3 separate regions of the Mus musculus genome follow, and all the other regions are linked to region 1. The links are chromatin contacts, called in public promoter capture Hi-C maps. All regions are on one chromosome and are shown on one strand. The core of a region is the stretch at or near the end of the contact, and the rest is flanking DNA. Distances in the headings are between cores, read along the strand shown. Region 1 holds the start of Aldh2 (aldehyde dehydrogenase 2, mitochondrial). Region 2 holds the start of Denr (density-regulated protein). Region 3 holds the start of Rsrc2 (arginine/serine-rich coiled-coil 2).

Region 1 (2,995 bases), core at 200-2,699:
TCCCAGACAAGAACCCAGACTTCACCTTAACTTGGCTCTTTAGGAACCTGACCAGACCTCAGTCTCTTGAGCTGTGTAGTGGGGATAGTTATAGCATCAAACTCCCAGTTCTAAAGCTTATGGGTTAAAGACTGAATTGTTTAGGACGCTGCCCTGCACAAAGGTTGGGGGAGGGGACTTTTGGGGAACCCGGACTGCAGCTCACACCAAGTGCCAAGTGCACGAGGCCCTGTAGTATCAAGAGACATGGGATCACTGTCGCCCAGCACTGGGAAGCCTGGGGCAGGAGAATTACAAGTTCAAGGCCAGCCTGGACAACTTAGTGAGATCCTGTTTCAAAGAAAAAGTAGAGAGAAAGCTGAAGACCGGAGGTGGTAGCTGCGTGTCTGGCCTGCACAAATCCAAAGTGGGGTGGGAGTGGCTGACGGAAGAACACAGAATTCCGGGCCAGCCTTGGCTACAAAATGAGATCTTCTTTCAAAATAACACATCAAGATATCAGCCCTGACTGCTTTCCCATTTTACAGAAGAGGGCAGCCAAGTCCCACTTGTTGCACAAACAAAAAGAATACTTCACAACCACGTTCTTTCATGTGATTCCAGACTTTACCAAAACTCAAAAAGCTAAGACAACATTCCAAAGTCCCGGTTGGGTAAGAGCGGCCACAGAGGGGTCCTGACCCAGCTTTTGCTTCTGAACTCTGGCTCAGGTCTGCGTGAATCGGGTAGGGGTGTATGGGAGGTCTCGCAGAGAGGAGCTGGGACGGCTGGGCCTTCCTGGGTGAACCCGGACCGCGCGGGGAAGGAGCAGGCTGCATCGATGCGGGGTAAAGAGGCCCAGGACTGTCCCAGGCCGAGAGGCGACACACTGCGGCCACATGGGCAAGGGAAGACGCGCGCAAAGATCGCTGGGCGCGGAGGGGAAACTGAGGCCGCGTCGCCCGCTCCGTCCCGCCCTAGGGCCCGAGGAGGCGAAGTGAGTCTCACCTGGTTGCAGAAGACCTCAGGCTGATGGTTGGGGGCTGGCACCGCGCTGGTGGCGGCGGCGGACAACAGGCGGCTCAGGCGCGGTCCGCGGCGGACAGTGGTGAGTGCGGCGCGCAGCATGCTGAACTGAGCGGAGCTTAACTGACCCGAACTGAACTGAAATGGGCGAGCCGAGCCGAACGGAGCCGAGAGAAGCCTTGCCGATCGGAGGGCGACTGCAGCGTTGAAGAACAAGTCCTCGCCTCCGCCCCCTGCAGCCGCCAATGGGAGGCGGAGACACGGGGGCGTGGTCAGGGAGTCCCAGCCCCTCACGGCCTAAGGGGCGCGACCCCTGGCTCCCAAAGCCAAGTCAGAGATGGAGTTTGCAGAACCCTGAGAAAGCCTAGCCAGAGTGGTGTGCGCTCCTAGCAGGGTGGCTGGCGCCTAAGGCTCACATCTGTGCAGATATGGCGGCGAAGAGAATTCATGAATGCGGTTATTCCATGAACAGCCTGGGACTGGGCACTTGAGGTGCAGGACGTCATTGGCTAGAAAGAGACGTGGACGCCTGGTCACTTGTGTGCCTTTCAACCAGGTGAACGCATCACTAGGCTAAGGAGATGGTGAGAATCTTGGCAGGGGCTTCTGGGTAGTGCAAAGAGAAGTGTTTTGAAACCCAGGAGCCCCAAACTGGGTGGAGCCCTTGGAAGCTGAGGCCCAGCCTGTTTCTGAAGCACCCAGAAGGAGGAGACTGCTGTGTATGAGCATCGCCCTGCTTTGGTGACTCGAAGGATATTGTCACCCGCGCTGTAATAGCCAGTGACCAGACAAGGTGTCTGGGCGCGTTTCCTCGTGTGCCTCTCATTTTAGCACCGGACAGCTGAAGTTGTTCCGGACTCCGCACCGTTAGCACAAAACATGAGGAAAAAAGCATTTAAGGACCTCACAGGCTGGTCACATGACCCACCGTAGGTGCAAAGGAATCTGGGAAACTGAGAACGCTGTTGGGAGAAATTAAAAAGGAGCCACTGAGCAGACTTCCAGATTCCCCCCGGGGGTCTGCACATACAGAAATCCAAAAGATATGCTCGAATTTCATATCTCCCTGGAGACTGTGCAGCTCTGTATTAGTCAATCAGGTCAGAATGAAAGCTTGGCTCAGAGAGACACACAGGACCCCTTTGTTTTCAGAATTAAAAAAGAAAAACAGCAGAAAAATGGGTCTGGGTCTTTAATCTCAGCATTCAGGAAGTATTTATTTTATGTTTATGAGTACACTGTAGCTGTACTGATGGTTGTGAGCGATCATGTGGTTGCTGGGAATTTGAATTCAGGACTTCTGCTTGCTTGCTCAGGTCGGCCCCGCTGGCTTCAGTCTAAAGATTTATTTATTATATATCTAAGAACACTGTAGCTTTCTTCAGACACACAGAGGATGTCAGATCTCATTACTGATGGTTGTGAGCCACCATGTGGTTGCTGAGATTTGAACTCAGGACCTTTTGAAAAGCAGTCAGTGCTCTTAACCTCTGAGCCATTTCTCCAGCCCTAGCATTCAGGAAGTAGAAGCAAGCAAATCTCTAGAAAGCTCGAGGCCAGCCTGGTGGTCTACATATGAGTTCCGGCTAGCCATCAATATATACATACATACATATATATATGTATATATATATATCCCTTCAAAAGTTTCACCTGCAGGGGCCCTCTGGGTGTGTTTGCTTGTTCTGCGTGGCAATTCGCCCTTGTGCAGAAGTAAACCATTTTGCCTTGCCAAATGTGGATCGTGAATCTCCACACCCATTTCCTGCAGGAAGGTGTCCCCATTCACTGTTTGTAAAAGGGCTACTTGCTGTCTCATTGACTACAGGCCCATTACCATTTAAAGAATTTTCTATGGGTGACATTTAGGTGGCTTCCAATCTTGGGGGACTACAAATAATGCCCCGGTTTGTAGAGCCACTAAGTCATGGGACATTTCCTAATTAAATACTGATAGTGCTATATACAGGCTCCTCCTCCATTTATGATT
Region 2 (2,995 bases), core at 231-2,730, 2.3 Mb after region 1:
TTCTGTTTCAGCTGTCTAAGTGCTGAAACTACAGGCATATAATGCACACACACACACACACACACACACCACACACATACACACCCACACCCACACACACACCCACACACACCACATACACACACACACCACATACACACACACACACACACACCACACCCACACACACATACACACACACACACACCACACACACACACACACACACACACACACGAACACTCATCCACACACCCACACACATATATACAGGGTTTCAGGGTTTCTCTGTGTAGCTCTGGCTATCCTGGAACTTGCTCTGTAGATCAGGCTGGCCTCAAACTTAGAAATCCACCTGCCTCTGCCTCCTGAGTGTTGGGATTAAAGGTGCATATCACCCACCATGCTTAGCGAAATGTACATCTTTGCTGTGTGGGGTTTTTTTTTCCAGTCTGTAGATTAAACCCAGAGCCTTGTACGTTCAACACAAATGCCCTACGCTTACAGGCCAACAGCTTTGAACTTTGTAGACTAGGTTGGCCTAAAACTCAGACATTGGCCTGCCTCTGTCTCCCAAGTGTTGGGATTAGGGCTGGGCCTGTAACTCAAGGCAGAGCTCTTCTGTAGCATTCACAAAACCCTGGGTTCAATTCCCGGCACCAAAGGAAAGTTCCGGGAGGGGGGCCATATTTGGGTAGCTTAGTTCATGAAGGTGATGTTAAAAGCAAAAACGCAATGGTCTTTCTACCAGGCCCTTTCTGAGCTCCGAAAGTGTCCCAGTGCTATTCCTGTTTCACAAGTGGGACTTGGGCTGAGTATGCAGATGAAGGGATTTCCCCAAACTAAAAACAAGGAAGCAAAATTTAGACAAGGACCCGTGTGGTTAAAACCAGAAATCCTGAGACCGGATGGGAAAATCCCCGTTATAGAACACGTAGAAGGTGAAATATGCAAAAAGGAGCATATGGGAACAGTCGTCAGCCTGATGAAATAAATTCAAACAGTAATTAATATGACCTTTGCACGAGTAATTCCTATTTAGGGAATCGGAATGAAATAAAACCCTATGTCTCATTCAGCCACCATCTCTACGCCGTGGGGTGACTTATGCATCAGGCTAGTTAGTGGTTAGTCGGGACACTAGGATGTAGCCCAGACACTGGGGCAAGGCTGCCCACATCATTAATAGAGAGTCACCTGTGACTCAAGAACCTCTGCGCCAGTCCAGTCCACGCCCCACTGCGCAGGGACAGCCTGAGCCGCTGGCTCCCCCTTTGCCAATGGATAGCCAGCGCCCCCTACCGTCCGGCCGCCTCTACGCAACTCGGTCCCGTTTCCCCACCCCACACCCCTTCCCCCGGGCTCCACGCATGGGCGCATGCTCCTCCCTTTTTGGGCCCCGCCCACCCCGGCACGGTGGCGTCTCGCGACATCCTCCTAGCGGCTGGCCGGGGATATCGCGATAAAGGCTCATTGTCTCGCGCGAGCGCGCCCCAGCAGCGAATTTCGGGGCAGCCGTGGCCGGGAAGAGGAGTTGCATGTGTCGCTTCAGCTGGCGGGAGCGGAGGCGGCGGGGGCCGTGCGACCGGCTGGGTAATGAGCGCTCTCATTCGCGCTGCTGCGGCGGCCTCCCCGGGAGCTGGCGGCGCTGCCGAGGCGGCCCAGGCGCTGCCTAAAGCAGGAAGGGGGCCGGGCCGGGCGTCTCCACGCCCGCCCACATGGGGGCCTCCTGTGGAGTCCCCGGGATGTCCCCCTTAGCCCAGCCTTCCAGCGGGCTACCTGTCCTTTTCCCCAGGCCTGGCCCGATTTCCCCTCCCCAGGCTGTGGCATTGCCGTCCTTGTCCCTGGCTTGGTCTCTTTTCGGGATTTTGCTGTCGCCGCACCTTGCATTCTGGGCACCTCGAGTGACTTCGTCCCTGTCGTGCCAAGGTGTCCATAGCCTTTTAACTGCAGGCTGCATCCCTCCCATAGCAACCTCAGACCTGCCCCGTCTCTGTTGAAGCCACCAGCCCAACTCTGTCCCCCTTACTGCTTCCTCTTTTCCTCTGGTGTCCCTTTTTGCCCCTGCCCCAACACAGCCTTCATGGCCCCATTTAATTCTCGCTTCCCTGTAAACCCGTGGATGCAGGTAGATGAGGCTCCAGTTGATCATCAGTGACTCTAATGAGACTTCGTGTCCTTCTTTTAATAGACTCAAAACAGCTTTGGTGTTTGGGGGATACACAGTGGAAGCTAAGACTGCACCCCACCCCCAAGGCTGCTTATTTGGGGGGCGGGGGTCGAGCTTCTCAGATAGTGAAGTCGTGTGTGTCATTCTTGTTTCCAGGTTTGTGAGATGGCTACTGACATTTCTGAATCCAGCGGGGCGGATTGCAAAGGCGATACGAAGAACAGTGCCAAGTTAGATGCGGATTACCCTCTTCGAGTCCTTTATTGTGGAGGTAAGTGTTGGAACGACTGGCTCGCTGGTTTTTATACCTGATATTGATAGTTTCACATTTGGTCGTGTTCGCTCCCCCAACTGTCTTGGTTGTTGGGTGGATTCTTAGTTGAAGAGGGGGGGAGCCTAGTGAGGACCCATGGGTTGGTAGATGACTCCTTCTTTTCCAGGGTCACTTGGGTCTTGCGTCCTGGCCTGGAGGAGTTTCCTGGCCAATTGAAGTAGAGAGATACCAGGAGCCTGATCCCAGCCTGACTGGTGTTCCTTTGTAAGGAAAGCTTGTTGGAAGCTAAGGAGCCTTGGGGATAGTGAAGGATGGAAGAGCTAAGGTACAGAATCCTAAAGGAAATGAAGCAGGGCCTGGAGCTGTTGCTTGGTGGCACAGCACTTGTCCAGACAGTTCAAAGCCTCTACATTCAGTCCCAGTACTGGAGTGAGGAGGGGTCTGGGGGGAGCTTGATGTCTGACTAGAATCTTGAGTGGGTTTATTCTCCCCCACTACATCTTAATTTCATTTGTGCTTGTGTGTACTCATGCCACATCCATGTGTGGCTGTCGAGGACCTCGCGTGGGCCT
Region 3 (2,995 bases), core at 125-2,624, 2.2 Mb after region 1:
GCCTCGAACTCAGAAATTCACCTGTCTCTGCCTCCCAAGTGCTGGGATTAAAGGCGTACGCCACCACACCCGGCAAATAATACCATTCTTGAAGTATACTAAGAGGCCCAAGACACTAATCCCACAATTTAAAAAAGCTTGCCTACTCTTTGAAAAGTCAAAAAAAAAAAAATCATTCTAAATTCATCTAGAAAGAGGGTAGTGAGATGCAGAAAAACTACCTGTACCATTCTAATTTCAAATACTCCAACTATCAGGAAAAGTAAGCCTTATTTGCAATATGAAGTTAAAACCTGTCAGTAAAAGGAAATACAGAATGCTTACAAGAATATTTTCTTTCGAAAACCAGAAACAAATTATCACAGGCTAATATGATTCATTAGCAATGAGCATAGTATATATCCAGGGCAGGCTTCCTGTTCAGGTCTCTTAGATACGGCTTCCATTTGGTTCAGGAAGGGGGTCTTAAACAATGCTGCGGTTCTCAAAGGTTTCGGAGTTCGGGGGCAGCATGGCCTACAGAGCGAGTTTCAGGACAGCCAGGGCTACAGAGAAACCATGCCTCAAAAATAAAAACCCCAAAAAACAAAAAAAAACCAACCCCCCCCAAAAAAAAACCTCATAAATCGCTTTAAAACATAAGGGACTGGAACTAGATAGACTTTTTTTTCCCCTCTTTAAGTGAATCCCAGTTTCAACCAATAAGGTTCGCAAAACTAGAAGTAGCCCTATCACTGAGGGATCGCTCAAAGATAAATAAACAAACAAATAAAAAGACTGTGTCCTCCTACACTGCGCCTTAAGGAGCCTGCCTTTTGACCCGATGCGTCCCAGAGGATACTTCTGGTCTTTTTTTCCTTTCCGGTCAAATGCGATAAAGCGCCAAGCATGAACGCAGAAGCCTTAGGAAACGCAAAGCCTAACACCAGTCTGGGTCAAAGAGCTAAACCCCACAGTTCGGTGGGCTTCTGGAGAAATACTGGGTCAGGGAAAATGATGAGGAAAGTTCTGGAGAGGGAAAGAAAAAACCAAGCCATTCCCTGCGGCTCCCCACCCCCAGCCAGACGGCCTTACCTCCCCCTCCCTGCAGCAGGAAGCCATGATGGCGAGCGCAGCGAGCGGCCGCGGCGCCATCTTGTCCACACACAGGCACGGACAACAGCCCTGATGAGCTGGTCGCCCACTCTGTGTTAAAGAAACAAACAAACAAAAAACCCAGCCTGGCCTTCGAGCTCCACTTAGTACCTACCGCCATTATTTTTTTGAGTCCCGGCCGCTAAGGCGGCGCCTCTGCTTGCCCGCACTCAACAGTACTGGCCGCCTCGAAGCTTCGCCACAGACTGAATCTCTTGCGCGAGAGACCCGGATGGCACAAGAAAAAAAAAAAAAAAAAAAGGGGATGAGGCCGGGCCAGGCGCGCAGCTTGCTGGGAGAAAAAGTGGGTGGCGATAAGAGTTTCTATAACAACGCGGTTCGAGGCGGTGATTGGTTAGTCTCTCGAAGGGCGTGGCGTGAAGCCTACGAAGTGGGTGGGGCCAAGGATACCTCCCAGAATGGATGCTCGGTATCGGGAATTCAATTTAGTTTAGGGCGGGGCGGTTTCCGCGCTCAATTTTGAGCCAAGTTTGGCCTGCTCCGGCCTCCGTAAAAGGGGTTGAGCACGGTATTCTCCCGCCAATTCAAATCAGTGGCAGGGAAGGTAAAATGAGTAGGGGCGGTTGTGTCCGTCGGGAAGAAGTGTGAGACACTTGAGAATTCTCTTTTTAATTTCGTCAGCTGCTGCAGGTGAGACGTCAGCCTTGCGGCTCGATGGGAGCGGGAGGAGTGTTAGGTGGAACCAGCAGGGGGCTTCAGTCCGTCTCTGGGTTTTATCGATCTCTAGATGATGGCGGGAGAAAAAAATTAGAGAGGATTCTAGATGGCAGGCCGTCTGAGTTTTCGTGGATATAGCTTCATCGATAGTGTTTCATCTGATTCATGACCTTGTATTGGCTCGTCTGTTTTTTTTCCGCACTCGGTGATGTCAAAATCTGTTTATCACCTGTTTGCTCTCTTTCACCAGAAGAAAGTGTAGTCTTAAACGGGGCAGTGGTGGCGCACGCCTTTAATCCCAGCCCAGCATTCCGGAGGCAGAGGCAGGCGGATTTCTGAGTTCGAGGCCAGCCTGGTCTACAGAGTGAGTTCCAGGACAGCCAGGGCTACATAGAGAAACCCTGTCTCGAAGGAAAAAAAAAAAAAAAAAAAAAAAACCAAAACCAAAAAAACCCAAATACTTGACACAGTGTTCAACCATTTTGTCGTTGTTGTTCCCTCAAGACTATAAACCTCAGGGTTGGGAATGTTAAGTCAGTTGGTAGAGTGCTGAATAACTGGTCTAGCCTGTGGTCTGAGTCCAGACTCACAGAGCTTTGTCCTGTCTTTGCCTCCCAAGTACTAGGTTAAAGGCCAGTCTGGCTCAGAACTCAGAGATCCACCTGCCTCTGCCTCCTGAGTGCTGGGATTTAAAGTCGTGTTATGTTCTTAGCAGGAGCTCTTTTCCTTTATTCATTACATTCCTAGCCCAAATGTTATCTGCTTCCAGATAGCATATTATCAGACAATTCAAATAGAGTCCCAGGAACCATCAAAACCCAGAACAAGCAGGACGTGATAGCTCTTGACTGAAATCCCAGGAGTCTAGAGCTGAGGTAGGACGATCCTGAGTTCAAGTTAGGATCAAGACCTTTAGTTACACAGTGAGAGGCTGACTCAAAAGAAAAAGTTATTCAAAACAAAACAAACAAACAAACAACCCTTCAAGCCAGGCAGAGATGTCGCATACCTTTAATCCCAGCACTCAGGTGGCAGAGGCAAAAGGATATCTGAGTTTGTGGTCAGCCTGGTCCATACAGTGAGTTCTAGGCTACACACACACACACAAAACTCCTTCAAAACAGCCTTAGTTTTAGCTAACTCCAACATTCCCCTCCCACTCTGTGTGTGTGGACAGGATCTT

Evidence for each region. Promoter capture Hi-C pulls out the DNA fragments that hold promoters and counts their contacts.
Region 2: a contact with region 1 is called in a promoter capture Hi-C map of neutrophils, with 3 times the contacts expected there. The contact joins the promoter of Denr here to the promoter of Aldh2 in region 1. A contact is called at or near these places in 2 of 39 promoter capture datasets (neutrophils and pre-B cells).
Region 3: a promoter capture Hi-C map of pre-B cells shows a contact between it and region 1, with 4 times the contacts expected there. The contact joins the promoter of Rsrc2 here to the promoter of Aldh2 in region 1.

What each region holds. Positions count from the first base shown.
Region 1 is chr5:121,592,375-121,595,369 of GRCm38.p6, forward strand. It overlaps Aldh2 (aldehyde dehydrogenase 2, mitochondrial), which reads right to left and starts at 1,450. Exons shown (of 13, transcript NM_009656.4): 1 at 988-1,450. The coding sequence starts at 1,107.
Region 2 is chr5:123,905,795-123,908,789 of GRCm38.p6, forward strand. It overlaps Denr (density-regulated protein), which reads left to right and starts at 1,481. Exons shown (of 8, transcript NM_026603.4): 1 at 1,481-1,572; 2 at 2,306-2,420. The coding sequence starts at 2,315.
Region 3 is chr5:123,748,040-123,751,034 of GRCm38.p6, forward strand. It overlaps Rsrc2 (arginine/serine-rich coiled-coil 2), which reads right to left and starts at 1,375. Exons shown (of 10, transcript NM_001005525.2): 1 at 1,250-1,375. The coding sequence starts at 1,255. It overlaps Kntc1 (kinetochore associated 1), which reads left to right and starts at 1,687. Exons shown (of 64, transcript NM_001042421.1): 1 at 1,687-1,785.